Regions from separate parts of the Mus musculus genome. Here all the other regions are linked to region 1. A link is a contact called in public Hi-C and HiChIP or PLAC-seq data. All regions are on one chromosome and are shown on one strand. Each heading gives the region's core, a stretch centred on a gene start, on an enhancer-like site or on the middle of the called end of the contact. The rest is flanking DNA. Distances are from core to core; before and after follow the strand shown.

What was found. Hi-C and Micro-C count contacts between places; a contact is called where the count stands out from the background. HiChIP or PLAC-seq counts read pairs in DNA pulled down with a chosen protein or histone mark.
Region 2: a contact with region 1 is called in a Hi-C map of erythroblasts, with 2.8 times the contacts expected there. The contact joins the promoter of Oaf here to the promoter of Tbcel in region 1. A contact is called at or near these places in 1 of 484 Hi-C or Micro-C datasets (erythroblasts) and 3 of 115 datasets of contacts at active chromatin or transcription factors (embryonic stem cells, large pre-B cells and pancreatic cancer cells).
Region 3: an H3K27ac HiChIP or PLAC-seq map of embryonic stem cells shows a contact between it and region 1, with 3 times the contacts expected there. The contact joins the enhancer-like site here to the promoter of Tbcel in region 1. A contact is called at or near these places in 3 of 115 datasets of contacts at active chromatin or transcription factors (embryonic stem cells, large pre-B cells and pancreatic cancer cells).

Annotation. Positions count from the first base shown.
Region 1 is chr9:42,469,618-42,474,428 of GRCm38.p6, reverse strand. Tbcel (tubulin folding cofactor E-like) reads left to right here and starts at 2,191. Exons shown (of 8, transcript NM_173038.5): 1 at 2,191-2,363. Gm16322 (a long non-coding RNA gene) reads right to left here. Exons shown (of 8, transcript XR_001779127.2): 1 at 4,359-4,811.
Region 2 is chr9:43,237,086-43,241,896 of GRCm38.p6, reverse strand. Oaf (out at first homolog) reads left to right here and starts at 2,081. Exons shown (of 4, transcript NM_178644.3): 1 at 2,081-2,590. The coding sequence starts at 2,324.
Region 3 is chr9:43,083,698-43,088,508 of GRCm38.p6, reverse strand. All of the region lies in intron 1 of Arhgef12 (Rho guanine nucleotide exchange factor (GEF) 12), which reads left to right. Among named protein-coding and RNA genes, the nearest start is that of Arhgef12, 20 kb to the left of the region's middle. Within about 2 kb of position 2,423, at least 24 of the 459 cell types and tissues checked have an H3K27ac peak or open chromatin away from gene starts, as enhancers often do. A contact at or near this core is called in embryonic stem cells, where this site is marked.

The DNA.
Region 1 (4,811 bases), core at 942-3,441:
GGCAGCCAGTAGCGGTAAGAGATAACACTCCAAGTGATACCAGTATTACGTGACTGAGGAAACCTCGGTTTGACTTAAGTTGTGGTGTGTGTGTCTGTCCATCCGTCTGAGAATCCACCAGAGCCTTGGACAGCATGGCAAAGGATTTACAAAGGATCCACATCCTTAGCCCTTCATTTTATTTATATTTTGTTTTCTTGAGACAGTATGTCATGCCACCCAGGCTGGCTTCGAATTCACTCTGGGAAGCCTCAAACGCCGGCTCCTCCGGCTCCAGCCTCTCCGTTGCTGGTATGCAGCTGTGCAGCACCACATAACCCAGGTGTGCTGGTTAATCCTGTGCTCACTGTGTGCTGACCAAGCACTCTAACAACCTAGATACACTTCCAACTCCCCAACTCCCTGATTTCAATGAAAACAAAATTAAATAACAGCACATAGCTAGCAGCTAGCAGACTGAATGGCATGGCTGTAGAGTAACAGGAGACAGGTAAGAGATGAGGCTGGGAAATTCGGCCCATTGAAGGAAACTCCAAGAAGCATGTTGTTGGCTGCAGGTTCATCCTGAGGTGAAGAGGAGCCCCTGGGAGTCTCAGGGTCAGCCCCATCGAGTGATGCAGTCTGATTCAAGTTTTAGGAAGAGGACTCTAGCTGCCACAGGGAGATCAACAAGAGACGGATAGAAACATTCATCTCTGAGTTTGTTTTCTAAAGAGACTCTTGCATTCAATGTCTATGTGTGTGTTTCTATCCATAGCAACAGTATTTGTTAGTAGTAATGACTTACAGCTCTTATTTCCCCCTAGTATGTGAGCAAACCCTCCAGAGGGAAGCCCCCTGTCCCTGTCCTTCCTCCTCTGCTTCCAGTTCCTCTGCTCTGCATGTCCTTCCCACTGAGGCTCCTTTTAGCTGTGGTCCTGCCAATATCTCTAGTCCCTCCTAAGGTGTCAGCAAAGTGCTTTTCTGGGCAGGAGGCAATCGCGTAAGAGTACTCTAAGCCACTGCCTGACCCATAGACCTCAGAACGTGTTTCTTAACCAGGTCCTTCTCAAGTCTCTCTCCAGCCTAAGTCCTGCCTATGGGACAAGACAGAAGAATCAATTGAAGTCCCCAGGGCCTGAGGTTGGTAAGAATTTTTGTTTTCCTCTTTCTGGGAGCCAGTATACACATGTGCATGTTTGTGGCAACCCCCACATCCTCCTGGACACACACAGATTGACACTGGGCATGGAACTCTCCTCAACTCCTAGACTTTCCATTCACATATCTGTGCATGGCTGGTTCCTCCTCGGGATCAGCCTGCACCATCTCTATTCCGTGGGCACAAAAGCAAACAACCTAACAGCCAAGTGTGAGGCTTCGGAGCCGGGGCTATGCGTGGCCTGGTGTGAAGCATATTTTCTTTGGAGCCAGCCTGACCTGGTTTCAAGTCTCAGCCATGTCATTTTGGCTAAGTAGGTGGTCATGAGCAGATCATTTGACTCCCCAAACTTCAATTTTCAATTCTACAAAATATGTCCTTTAGGAGGTTTGTGGGTTATGTTTTGTGTGTTTTTCTTTTCTTTTCTTTTCTTTTCTTTTCTTTTCCTTTCCTTTCCTTTCTTTTCTTTTCTCTTCTTTCTTCCTTCCTTTTTTCCTTTCTTTCTTTCTTTCTTTCTTTTTAATCTCATGTATTTATTGGCTATGGCTGTAAAGCACACACAATAGGTGAAAATTGTAAATTGTTAGTGTTTGGGAGCTTCAGGTGCCTCGGGACTAGAGGGGGCACAGAACGAAGGTCAAACTGTCCCCTACGCCTAGATGTATATGAAGTATAGAGATCGTACAGGACATTTTATAGATGAGGCCTGTGAAGTCAAAGACAGGTAGTGATCACAAGTAGGGTTACACTGAGTCAGGCCAAGATTGCAGGTGTGTTTGGACACGTTCGTCCAGGGCTCCTTTCTCCAAGGATGCTTCTCTTGTAGGTGATCGGTCTTTGGACCTGTGGTTGGTTGCTCCCCTGCTGCACTGGTAAGAAAAGCAAGCAGATGGGGTGTAATTCTGATCCACTCTAGGTGAATGCCACCATTCCCGGTTGCCATGGCAACCGCAGCTCGCTCTGAGAGGCTCGTCTCCTCTGGCCCCTCCCAATCACGCAGCGGACGTGACACGTGCGGCGGGGTCACGTGTTGTTGTTGGGGTCCCCGGAAAGCTGCTTCCGGGTCAATGCAGGACACTGGGCTCTGGCGGCCGGAGAAGGGGTCGAGGTGAAGTGGAGCCGGTCCGGGGCCGGCCTGGAGCAGGCCGGAAGCCGAGCGGCGACGCGGTGGCCGGGCGGGCGGAGGCGCAGCCCGAGGAGCCGCCGCCTCCCGGGCCGAGGGGTGAGTGTAGCCCGGCCGCTGCTCCTCCTCCGGGGCCGGAGGCCCGAGGCATGCTCCACCTGTGGGGGTAGGAGGCCAAGCCTGGGATCCTGGGAGGACGGCGCACTGATGGAGGGCAGAAGGCTGGACAGCGGCAGCAAGCCAGATGCTCCCAGCCTCCTTGAGGCCTGGGGTATGGAAGCGGCTCCCTGGGTGGGAAACTTAGCTTTGAATCACTGAATCAGGAAAATGATGAAAACAACTGGACGTGTCAAGTCCTCGGGGTGTATCCCCATCTGTAAGATTTGGTATCTTAGTGGGAAAGAGCAGCTGTCCCTGTAACTCCTGGATCACTAAGCCTGTCCCTTCCTGGACTGCTTAAAGCTTGTAGTTTGCTAGGAATTTGGGGAGCATGTTTTTGCACCAAGCCGTATTAAGATTGGGGGCTGCCAGGAGACTCCATCCTAGCTTCTTGGTAATGGTGCGAAATGATCTGTGATAAACTGAATAGAGTACAGGCTTCTGGAACTACTAGGAAGACAGTCTGGGATTTGGAGAAGGGAAGAGGATTCGTCCTCCTTAGGGACACAGGCAGCAATTGCAGAAGTTGTAGTTGAGGAAAAGTTGATTGGAGGAGTTGAACTGTTGACAGTCAGTGGAGGAAGGAGGAGCCCCACTCCAAGGTTGCTTAGCTACAGGAGTTTGTAGGCTCCGCCTTAGGGCTGTTAAGGAAACTGGCAGGACCTCAAGGCCAGCTAAAAGCTTGGCTGGGACTTGTCCTTCTCTCTGCTTTTGTATAGCCTTTGCCTGTGTATCAAGAAACTCTTGAATAGATTTCAGTGGTTCCATCTTGAGCGAAGAGTGCTTGAGCAAACTGTTTGGGGGGAAGATGGGGGAGGCCCTGGGGCCCAAAGCAGGCTTGGTTAGGCTTGCCCCTTTTGTATTCTGTCTCTGTAGCTCTTGATAGGATCTCATAGGCTCGTCTTGAGCAGAGAACTGGATTAAGGATGTTTAGTCAGCCTGGGTCCTTTGGCTTTAACCATAGCTCTAACTTAAGGAAAAAAGCAAAAACCTCACACTGATAAGGGCATTATGATTTAGTTTGTGCACCTATACACACACACACACACACACACACACGAATGAAAGGTTTTTACAAAGTAGTGGCTTTATGATACAGATTCTCTTGGCCTTGACCTCACTGGGTAGCCCAGGCTGGCCTGCTACTCTCTGTATTCTTTCTGTCCCAGCCTCTCCAGTGCTGAGCTTAAAGATGTGAGGCACCATGTCTGGCTTCACAGAGCCGCGCCTACCCTTGTTAGGTACCGTCTGCTTATTTCTGTTATGTTCTATTTTCTGTCATTAGAAAGAAAACATGCTGACTGAATTCCAGCAAATCGATTCGTAGGTCACAATTTGTGGTTGGGAAAATGGCATCTTTAGGCAATTTTTTTTTTTTTTTGGTTAGTCAGCGTATAATATGTTGTTAGCTTCTGGAGGGCAAGTGCATCCTATGCACTTTGTAGGGGCAGCTTCATGCTTCAGTGGACTATAATGTTCAGTGGACTTCAGTGATAGTATAATGTGCTTGACCCATTTCCTGAAGTACCTACCATTGGGCTAAGTTTTGATGCACTTGGGCACAAGTTCATCTTGATTTTTCTCTGTCTTTTGCCATGCCTGGGAAATACAGCAGTCTTAGTTATACGTAACAGACATTCGATTTCACAGGTCCCATATTTTTTACACTGGCCGACCTGTGGGGCTGAAGCGATGGCTCAGCAGTTAATGAGCACCTGCTCTTCCAGAGGACCAGAGCTTAGCTCCCAGCACTCAATGTCAGGGGACTCTGCATGTACTCTGCCTGTGGCTCCAGCTCCGAGGGGACCCATAACCTTCTTCTGGCCTCTGGGTACCTGTACACCTGTGACGTATACTCCCACAGATGACACCTACATACACACCTACACATAAAAATAAAGTTTTTTTTTTTAAAGAGAGGAAACACGGATTTACCTTTCTGCTGTTTGATCCCACTTCAAGGTCTTGAGTAGTTTTTAGATGGGGGATTTGCTGTCTGCATAAGGATATAAGTAAAATTCATGTGTTGGGATATGGAAGAAACTTAATCATAAATGTAAGCTCGACCTTCAGCGAGATAACACCTAAATTTCTCACATGAAGATACTTTTCCCGTGTTTACGACATAGATGAAGGGCTGGGGGTAGCTCAGTAGGTAAATGGCTTGCCATGCAAGCATGAAGGCCTGTGATTCCCACCACCCTCCTAGAAAAGCTGGGTACAGTGACACACTTGTCATCTCAACACTGGGGAGTCAGGACAGCAAGATCGCAGGGGCTGAACCCGTGAGCTCCGGTTGGCCTTCATACACACGCGTGCACCTCCACAAACACACATGCACATCCACACAAGCTAGAGGAAATCCTTAGAGAAACAGTGTGAATTCTT
Region 2 (4,811 bases), core at 832-3,331, 770 kb before region 1:
AAACAAAACAAAAACAAACAAACAAGAAGAGAGATTAGGTTGAAATGGAGAAGGACTATTCACAGGGAAGATGCATCTTCCATCTGTGTTTCCAAGCCACAAAGTCTGAAGAGAGAAATAGAGACTCTTCTTGGTTCTTGTTGGGGACTGGGGGTTGGGGGAGGTGGGTATCTTTGGACTCGGGGGAGGGTCCGGGGCCTGGGACAGAACCAGTGATGATGGATGGGACAGGACCCGAAACAGAGGAAGTTAGGAAATTTGGGTGAGGCCCCTAATGACTATGGAACTGACTCATGGGGGCACTCCCAGCTCGAAGGCCTCTTTGAGATCTAGCATCCTGTCAGGCAAGAGGCCAGCTCTGAGACCCCAGGCAATTCGGTGCTGCCAGCTCAGGCTCTAAGACCCCAAGGAAACAATCCAGTTATTGTCTGGCAGCCTGCCCCAACTCCCCAGAGTGAGGAAAAGATACTCCTCGAGCCAGGTGCTTCCCCATAAAGATGCTGTCAAGGACCAAGTGTCTACCAACCTCTGGCTTATCAAGCACCACACTGGACCTTGTTGCCAGGGCTGCCTCCCTGTCCTCTCCCAGAAAGTCTGAACCTATAGGCTTAAGGATCCTGGAAGCTGTGTCATAATGAATATCAAAGTGACAGTTGAAGTAGGGCAAATTTAGGAAGCCCCGAGTGAGATGGAGGACATCTTTTTTTAATTCTCATTTTTTTATTAGGTATTTTCCTCATTTACATTTTCAATGCTATCCCAAAAGTCTCCCATACCCTCCCACCCACCCACCCACCCCCACTTTTTGGCCCTGGCATTCCCCTGTACTGGGACATATGAAGTTTGCAAGTCCGATGGGCCTCTCTTTCCAGTGATGGCCGACTAGGCCATCTTTTGATACATATGCAGCTAGAGTCAAGAGCTCCGGGGGTACTGGTTAGTTGATAATGTTGTTCCACCTATAGGGTTGCAGATCCCTTCAGCTCCTTGGGTACTTTCTCTAGCTGATGGAGGACATCTTAAGTCCCCTTCAGTCCTATATGTGTTCCAAAGGACGGGCTCATGCTAGTTGGGGGTGGATCATGTGCTAGAGATCCCCTAGGAAGGAAAGATGAAGGGGGTGGAGTGGGGAGGCACAGTTTCAACCATCTGTCATCAAGACCCTAGAGACCACAGGGCACCTGGAACAAACAGAAGTGGCAATGGACAGGAGAAACAATGGTCCTGGCCATGCCCAGGGGGCCTTATCTCCAGGGACGCCCAACCCTCTGTGTTCACTAGCAGACAGTTAGGCTCAAACAATTTTCAAAGTATGCTTGTGTGTCACCAACCAGAGGGGAATCCTGCTCCCCAAGTCTTCACTCAGCTTATTGGAGTCTCTGGCACAGCAGGAGTGTCTTTTTGTGGCCCTTGATTGGTGCTTCCGTTATCGGAAAGAGCAGAGGCCCTGAGCGGTGGGCTGGGCTGGAGAAAGGCTGACTGAACACAGGAGAGAAAACTGAATAACGGCTCATAAAGTGTTAAGCTCCTTGATGGCCGCATCCAGATTGGCCGCCTCACTTACAAAAACAGCTCACACCTGATGGATGCACAGATGGCCCTCAACCCCTAATTGCACTCCCCGACCTAGGAAAAGACCAGAATGCTAGGTGAGGCCTGATTTTTTCCCCCAGCCGCTTTTGAGAAATTCGCTGTGTCAGAGAAACTAAAAGACTAAGCAAAACCTCTGAAAACCCAAGCCCGATTATTTCATCCACGTGGCACCAGAACAAGCCAGAGGGGTGTAGGGGGCGGGGGAGTCACCCGTCCCGCCCTTAATGGGAGGAAGGGATTTGCCCGGAGCGCAAACTCTGGACAAGGCCCGGCCGGTGACGGGGCGCGGCGGGAGGGAGGGATCCAGAGAAAGCCAGCCTAGACCACAAAGCGGCTGAGCCCCGTGGTCCCCAATCCCCGCCCCTCTCTGGGCCACTGCGGTCCCTTTAAGGGCCAAGAGGTGCGCGGTCTCTTTAAGGCAGGTCCTGGTGGTTTCTGTTTTCTGAAGGAAGTGACGGGGGGTGGGATTGAATGAAAAGTGCTGAACGGAGTCCGGAGCTCAGGAATCGGGGCGGCTAGGGGACACGCACGGGGGGCGCCGTCCGGGACTCGGGGTGCGTGGCTGTACGCGGCCCACGTGAATTCGCTGCACGTCGTGGGGAACCTCCGGGTTGAGTCTCCCCTCTAGAAGTAGGGGACTGCCGGGAATCCCCGAACCGGACCCCCAACTTCGAGCAAACTTTGTAGGCGCGTCTCCCCTCCCCCACGCGGCGCGCCGGGGGCCCCGGGGATGCGGCCCCCTGGCTGCCGCGACGTCCCCTCGGCGCGCCCCGCGCTGCCGCTGCTGCTGCTGCTGCTGTCGCCGCTGCTGCTTGGGGCGCTGCACGGCGTGGGCGCGGGCAGCGGCGCTCCGGCCGAGCTGCGGGTCCGAGTGAGACTGCCCGACAGCCAGGTGATCGAGGAGAGTCTACAGGCGGACAGCGACGCGGACAGCATCAGCCTTGATCTGCGCAAACCCGACGGCACTCTCATCTCCTTCATCGCGGATTTCAAGAAGGTGAGGTACCATCAAGAGTCCTGTCCCACCCACCACGGAGGGCGGGCAAGCTGTCGGGCGTCCCAGGAACCCTCAAGCCCGCAGAAGAGAAACGCAGTGCCGAAAGGGGAACGTGACATGCCCAAGGTCACCTCTCTAACTCGCTGCCCACTCTCTGGCACCCAGATCCCGGTCTTTATTCTCTTTCGTGAACCCCTCTAGCTTTTTTGTTGCTTGGCTCTGAGTAACCAAGGCCCTTCTCACGCACTGACCGGCTTCAAAGCCCGCTCCCTCCTCAGCACTCCAAGCTGACACTCCGACAAAAGTTCTTGTTAACAAGGCCTCCTTTCTTGCCACTGCCTCTGTGACTAAAGGGGAAATCCACAGGTGGCAAGAGGACCTTGGGCTCTCCCTGTTGTGTTGGTGTGAAGTTAGTTTCCCTTACTCCGCTGTTCTTTGGCAAGGAAGCGGTTTCAAGACCTCCAGCCTGGAGCACCATTCCGGGATCGCTTTCCCTGCAGAGCTGTCTGCCCTTGGTCCCTCCCAAGTCTGGTAGCAGCTCTCCTCTGTAACCTGAAGGGCTGAACTACTTGGGAGCCAGAGGACCTAGGCAGAGTTGGGGGAAGGGAGGAGAGAAAAGGGGAGGTTCCCCTCAGTTGGAAAGGGTGGTCGGTGTCTCCGCCCATGCCTGACAGGGGCTGGTGAAGTCCACAGTTTAGCTGCCCCCCTCCCGTCCCGTCTCTCTCTCTCTCTCTCTCTCTCTCTCTCTCTCTGTCTCTGTCTCTGTCTCTGTCTCTGTGTGGGTGTGGTGGTATGGAGAGAAGAAGAGATGTTAGAGTTATCCAGAAATGGAACTCCAGGGTGCTGAGTGACGGTGACCCAACAACAGAAATCTCTGAAAGAAAAGACAGTGAAATGCCACCCCAGTCATCCCAGGAGCCTAAGACAGGAGGAACACAAGTTCAAGGCTATACAGAGCTACAGAGTGAGACCTTATCTCATGGTTGGGGGGAGGAGAGTCTTCTAATCATCCACTCTCAGCTCTTCCCCCTAAAAGGAGGCATTGCACCCCTCTGTCTTTGGGAGAGGAACAGAAGTGACGAATATCCAGGACTAAATAGCCATCCCTCCTCTTCCCTCCTCTCCTCTCCCCTCCCCTCCATTCCAAAACTGAGAGTTATTTGGAGACCTTGGAGGGAGAGGGGGCAGAATTTGGGCAGCCAGCTAGGGATCCTGTGAGACTGTCATGAGCATCAGAGGTACCAGGGAGATCCAGTGTTGGGTAGAGTAGAGGTGAGCCTGGACTGATGTTCTAGCCCAGGCCCAGGGAGTCATCCTGACCAAGGACTTAGCAGAATGGTAGCCCGTGCTTGCCACACAGGCCCAAACTGGGTTCTTACATGCAAATAGGGCCAATGAGCCAGTGTGTGGAGAAGGGGAAACTGGTCACTCAGCACATCCAGCCAAACTTTAGGGACATTTTATGTATGGTGTTCTGGACAGAGTCAATCAGGAGTGGGTATCTAATCTCCCCTCTAAGCCTCTGACCTAAAAGCCAGTCACAGAATGTGCCGTTAGTGTCCCACCCACCTGCCCAGTAGCCCTGTGTTGTGATCACCCTGGAACCTTAAAAAAAGATTTATCCATCCCTAGGCTCGAAGTCTGATAGCCAAGCTGGGTGGGGCATGAAAGGCTAGGAGTGGAGCAGAGCTTTTCTAGCCTCTGGCTACAAAGGGTTGTGATTGCTCTGCTCTGAAAGGCGACCAGGAAAGAATGCACCAGAGGAAAGCACCAGAGCCTGCGATGGGGTGGTGGCCTGCCATGGAGGTGGGAGACTAGGGATTGGACTGAGTATGGGGAGGGGGACATCTGGTTGCTCAGATGGAGGGGACATTCAGAGTTGATGGCAAGTGCTCTTTTTAATCCCCATAGTGACTCAAACCTTTCTCACCCAGTTTTCCAAAGTCGGGTTTGCAGGTTAGCCTTTGACCCAGAGCTGGCATTTCACATCTACCCCTGGCAGCTCCAATTTCATGGGGGGGGGGGGCAGTAAAGGCACAGAAAGTAGAAAGCCAGCTGTCAGAGCTTCTTTGGCCCTGGCCAGGGTGGAATGGGATAAACAGAGACTAGGAGGACAATGTTTAGTCTATGCCAGCATGTCGCCTCTATTGGCCAGAGCCACTCTGTACCTGTCCTTCCCCCATGCTGCCCATCGCTCACTTGTCAAGGCCTCTACCCTCAA
Region 3 (4,811 bases), core at 1,174-3,673, 610 kb before region 1:
AGCCTAGCTGTGGTTTGAGAGAGGATCTTAGGATTGCCTGGGCTCAGGCCCACCTCCTTCTGCCTCCCAAGTACTTAGATTACTGGGATTAATTTCTTGTTTTTAAATATAAATTAAAGCAGCAGTTTCTATATTGTGTGCCATGGAACATGCAGGATACTTTTTATAAGGAGGGAAACATTTTTTTCCCTTTGTTTATGAGCCCCACATTCAGATACTCAAGGCAAAAAGGTAGAATGTAAAATAATAGTTCTGAATAATCCCCAAATTGGGACTCACCATTAAGAAAAGGCAGTTTTTTCCTTGAAATGCTCTTTTTATTAGTCACAAATAGCCCTGCACTTGCGTTCTCCTATGATTCCTCTCAGACGCCACTTAGCACCGTTGGCTCACATCTTAGACGCTGCCTTTCCTGGGAAGGGCTCTACTTTCCGGTTTGGTGCACTTCCTTCTGTCCTGCAGACTCCTCTCTGTGCTCCGACCCTGTGTGGACATCCATGGGCTCTGCTGTCTTAGCCCATGCAGGTCTTCTCTTCTTCCTCAGCCTTTTATTTATTTCTGCTTGAGTTGTTTTCATCCCGTGTAATAAATACCCAGAAGGCTTCCTCAGTCTTCCTGTACCTTCCTAGGAGATACTAACCCAGCTATCTTCCCAATGACTGTGAGGTCATGGGTTTCAAATATAATTTAAATTCACAAGGACAGACACAGAATCCTAGGAAGTTTAAGTATCGCTCCCTGTGAGTGGCAGAAGTCTGAATCCCCAGCCTGCATTAGATGGACAGGCAAAGGTGAATCAGGCACTGTTCCTGACTTGTAGGAGACGCTGGTGTGATAGAAGGAGACAGAGAGCTAGACTCAAAAGAGTGTACTTGGCGTTTCCTGGCCAGACTAGAAATGGTTTCATAGATAAGATGAGGAGTTGATGTGGTTCCCAGACAGGTGGACAGGTGAGGGTATGAGAGCAGTTGAGAGGAGTGATGTGAGTAGAGACAGGTGAGAACCCCCTGGCGTGGCTTCCCTGTAGTCTCAGCATTAAGGAGGCAGAGGTGAGAGGATGCGGTACAGACCAGACCAGTCTATATAGTGAGACCCTGTCTTTAAAACAGTATGCGGTGAAGCGTCTTGGTTTTGAACAGACTGCATGCGGTTTGGTTTGAGTAGAGCAGGGGCATTGATGGTGAGGATGGCTCAGTGGGTGGGGCACTGGATTCCATTCCCAGCCCCACATGGTGGCGTCCAGTGCTCTTACTCCAGTTCCAGGGGATCCGATGCTCTCTTTTGGCCTCCTCAAGCACCAGGCATGCAAGTGGTGCACAGACATACACGCAGGTAAACACCCCACACACAGAAATAACTTCAAAGAGAGATTGATGATGAAACTGAAGTGTTAGGTGGCACTTGGTGATGTCATTTTAAGGAGGTTGGGTTTAAACCCTGGGTTCTGGAGGCCAGTGATGTCCTTTAGCCATAGAAGTAACAGGATCACATGGCAATGTGAAGGAGGGATTAGTTGTGAGAAGCAGTTTCAGAAGCAGAGTCTGATAAAGAGATTTTTTCAGTAATCTGCATGAAAAATGAAGTCCTAACAACTCCTTAAACCAGAGCTACTCAGCAATATGATTGAAAAGAGGCAAAAATACAGCTCAGGAGTCTTGAGACTACAATAGGACCAGAGGACGGGAGGCCCATGAGATCGCAGTAGGACCAGAGGATGGGAGGCCCAGTGTGTGTGCCAGGCATGAGGAGGAGGCAAGGCATGGCTGGTTTTTGCTTGGCTGACTAATTAAGTAGAAGGAGGAGACTAACGAATTGTAATAAGGGACAGTTATGATGCTGTTAATGAAGAAAATATACTAGTTATCTATTGGTATGCAATACATGATTCCCAAAGTCATAGAATTTCATTCTCTAGCAGAGTAGATACACAAGACAAAATTGGCTGCTTAAATTAATTAAAATTACATAAAATGGAAAATTTAGTTCCTGGGGCACACCACATCTTATTGTTCAGTAGCCACATGTAGCCAATGGCTATTGTATTGTGTGTTTATATCATAGAGCATAGTATCAGTGCAAAAAGTATATTTTTTGATGATATGAGGGGTTATGAGGGTTTCACTTGTTAGGCAAATACCCCAGCACTTTTTTTTTTTTAAAGAATTATTTATTTGCTTTATGTATGTGAGTACACTGTAGCTGTCTTCAGACACATCAGAAGAGGGCATCAGATCCCATTACAGGTGGTTGTGAGCCACCATGTGGTTGCTAGGAATTGAACTCAGGCCCTCTGGAAGAACAGTCAGTGCTCTTAACCACTGAGCCATCTCTCCAGCCCCCAAGCTCTCTGTTAGAGACAGGGTCTTTGTAGTTCAAGCTGGCTCTGACCTTGAGGCACTCCTGCCTCAACATTCCAAGTGTTGGAATTACATGAATGAGCTACTGCACTCAGCTGCTTTTTATGTCTCTGTTGGGGTTTGTGCCTGAGTGCAGTGCCTGTGGAGGCATTGGAGAAAATCTCCTGGAGCTGCAGTTATGCATAGCTGTGAGTTACTTAACATCAGTTCTGGGAACCAATCTCAGGTGCCAGCTCCTAACTGCTGAGCCATCCTTCCAGCCTTTTCATTTCTAAGACTTGTGATCTCCTCTTGCCTCTGGCTCCCAGGGATATTTGGGATTACAGGGCTATGCTCTCATGCCTGGTTTGCAAAAAGAAAAAGTTTGGACAGAGCTACCAAATATTATCTCATGCAGTTATGATCAGAAAGCTAGGCGTCACTTAGCTGAGTAGTTCTCATGAAGAGTGTCATAGTGTTTTCCCCTCAGAGAAAGCATGGGCTTCAGGTATCTGAAGGTTCGGTGTTAGCCAAACCTAGTCCTGAGGTTGTTCACTTACACTGGGCAAGTGACTGAGACTGGTAGTAGGAGAGGTCGGTTCCTTTTCATTTTGGGGATGTCTCTAGGGACACTGAAGGAATCTGCTTTGTGAGATTAAGAGATCAGGATGGAGGCCGTATAGTTTGATGAGGTAACCTCAGAAGATAGACTGTCATTTTCATACTGTTCTGTTGGTTCCAAGGTGAGCTTTGTTCACCCAGCGTGTTTATTGTCTACCTCGGTCTGTGGTTAAACACTCACAAAAGGTAGGCAATTTGATAAAAAAAAGTCATTGAAAGTAATCTTTATACTCATATATTTTATAGTTCTATTTTTAAAGTCATCTTTAGTTTGCTTTATTCACAGAACACTTATACTTGTCAAGATAATTTAAGTTGTTCACATGAATAGATGTATTTGTCAAGATAAGGTTATTTGCAAAACTAGCCTTAGTCATGCGTAAGATCTCACAAAGGAAAGACTTCTCCCAGAAATATTTGAAATTCTTCCTGAAGCTCGACCGCATGTGTGAAGAGTTTTCCATTTGTTCTGCCAAACTCCTTATGTAGCTCTAATTTTAAAGCTAAATAATGAATACTTTTAGAAAGTTTTTTATTTATTTTTATTTTTTTAATTTTTGTCCCTCCTTTAGAGACAAGATCTCACATATACACCAGGCTGGCTACTTCTAACTTCCCATTTTTCTGTGACTTGTAAGTGCTGGGATTATACGAGTGAGCTACCATACCATTCCATACCCAACTCTTTTATTTTTAAGTACACACATGGAATGTTCAGAGGACAACCCAAGGGGTTGGGTTCTAGGGTTCAAACTCAGGTCATCAGTCTTAGTGGCAAATGACTCTACTGGCTGGGCCATCTTCCTGGCCTACTCTGAGCTCCTTCAGAAGACTTTTACTAAGCTGTAATAAATGTTGTGAAGGTACTGAGAAAAGGACATATGCTTATGATGCCCGGAGGTGGTGGCCGTGTATTTAAGGAACTACTTGGAGGGACCGTCAGACAAATGGGTAGCCACTCAGGATTTTATGAAGTCTTAGAACTTTAACAGAAGAGGTAGCCAGTTTATTTAAGAAGTAGGAGGGGTGTGGTGGCTGGGATAGCTAATGAATTCAGAGGATTTATTCTGTTCTGAAGTTTAGGACTTTACCTATAGTAAGTGGATTGCTGGTGCAGTGGGCAGTTTTGTGTATCTGAGGACTCCTACTTGAGTGGTATAATTGCAGTCTTGTACTTATGTTGGAATTGTTTTAGTTAAATATTGTGAAAACAGATGGAATGTAAGTATGAAATTCAAGTATTATCTATGGAAAAGTTTTTATGATTTGGAAATGTGAGGCAGACTCTGAAAACCTGCTGAGAGGTTGGATGGGGATAAAGACAACTATGAGTTATTTGTGGAAAGATTTAGTGACTGTTTTTACGCATATCCTGTTTCTTGTCCCACTGTAAGCATAAGTAAACTGAATTGGTAGTTAATCTCAGTGATATATTTGGTATAGCTTATATGAGAAAGATATGATGATACAGTCAGTATGATTATCTTGCTAAAGAAAAGGCCTTTATTCCATATTTAAGAAGTGGCAGACGAATATACATTTCTATATTCTAAGTTGAAGCAGAGTATAAGATCTTTACAAGTGACATTTAATAACTTCCTGGTTTGACTGCTTTTTTTCCCATTAAATGACCAACTGCTACTGGTACCAGCAGATGGGCTAAGACGGGTTTTGTTTTGTCACGACTTCAGCAGGTGTGAAAAGAATAGGAACTGCCTCCTGTTTGAGGAAATGAGCAGGTTGTAGTTGTACTGCGTGAGTTAGTGTCACTGTTCCAGAAACATTGACTAGCATTTCATTGCTAGTGTTTTCAACTAGAATTCTCTTCATACACTGTTTCCTAGTGTTACTTCT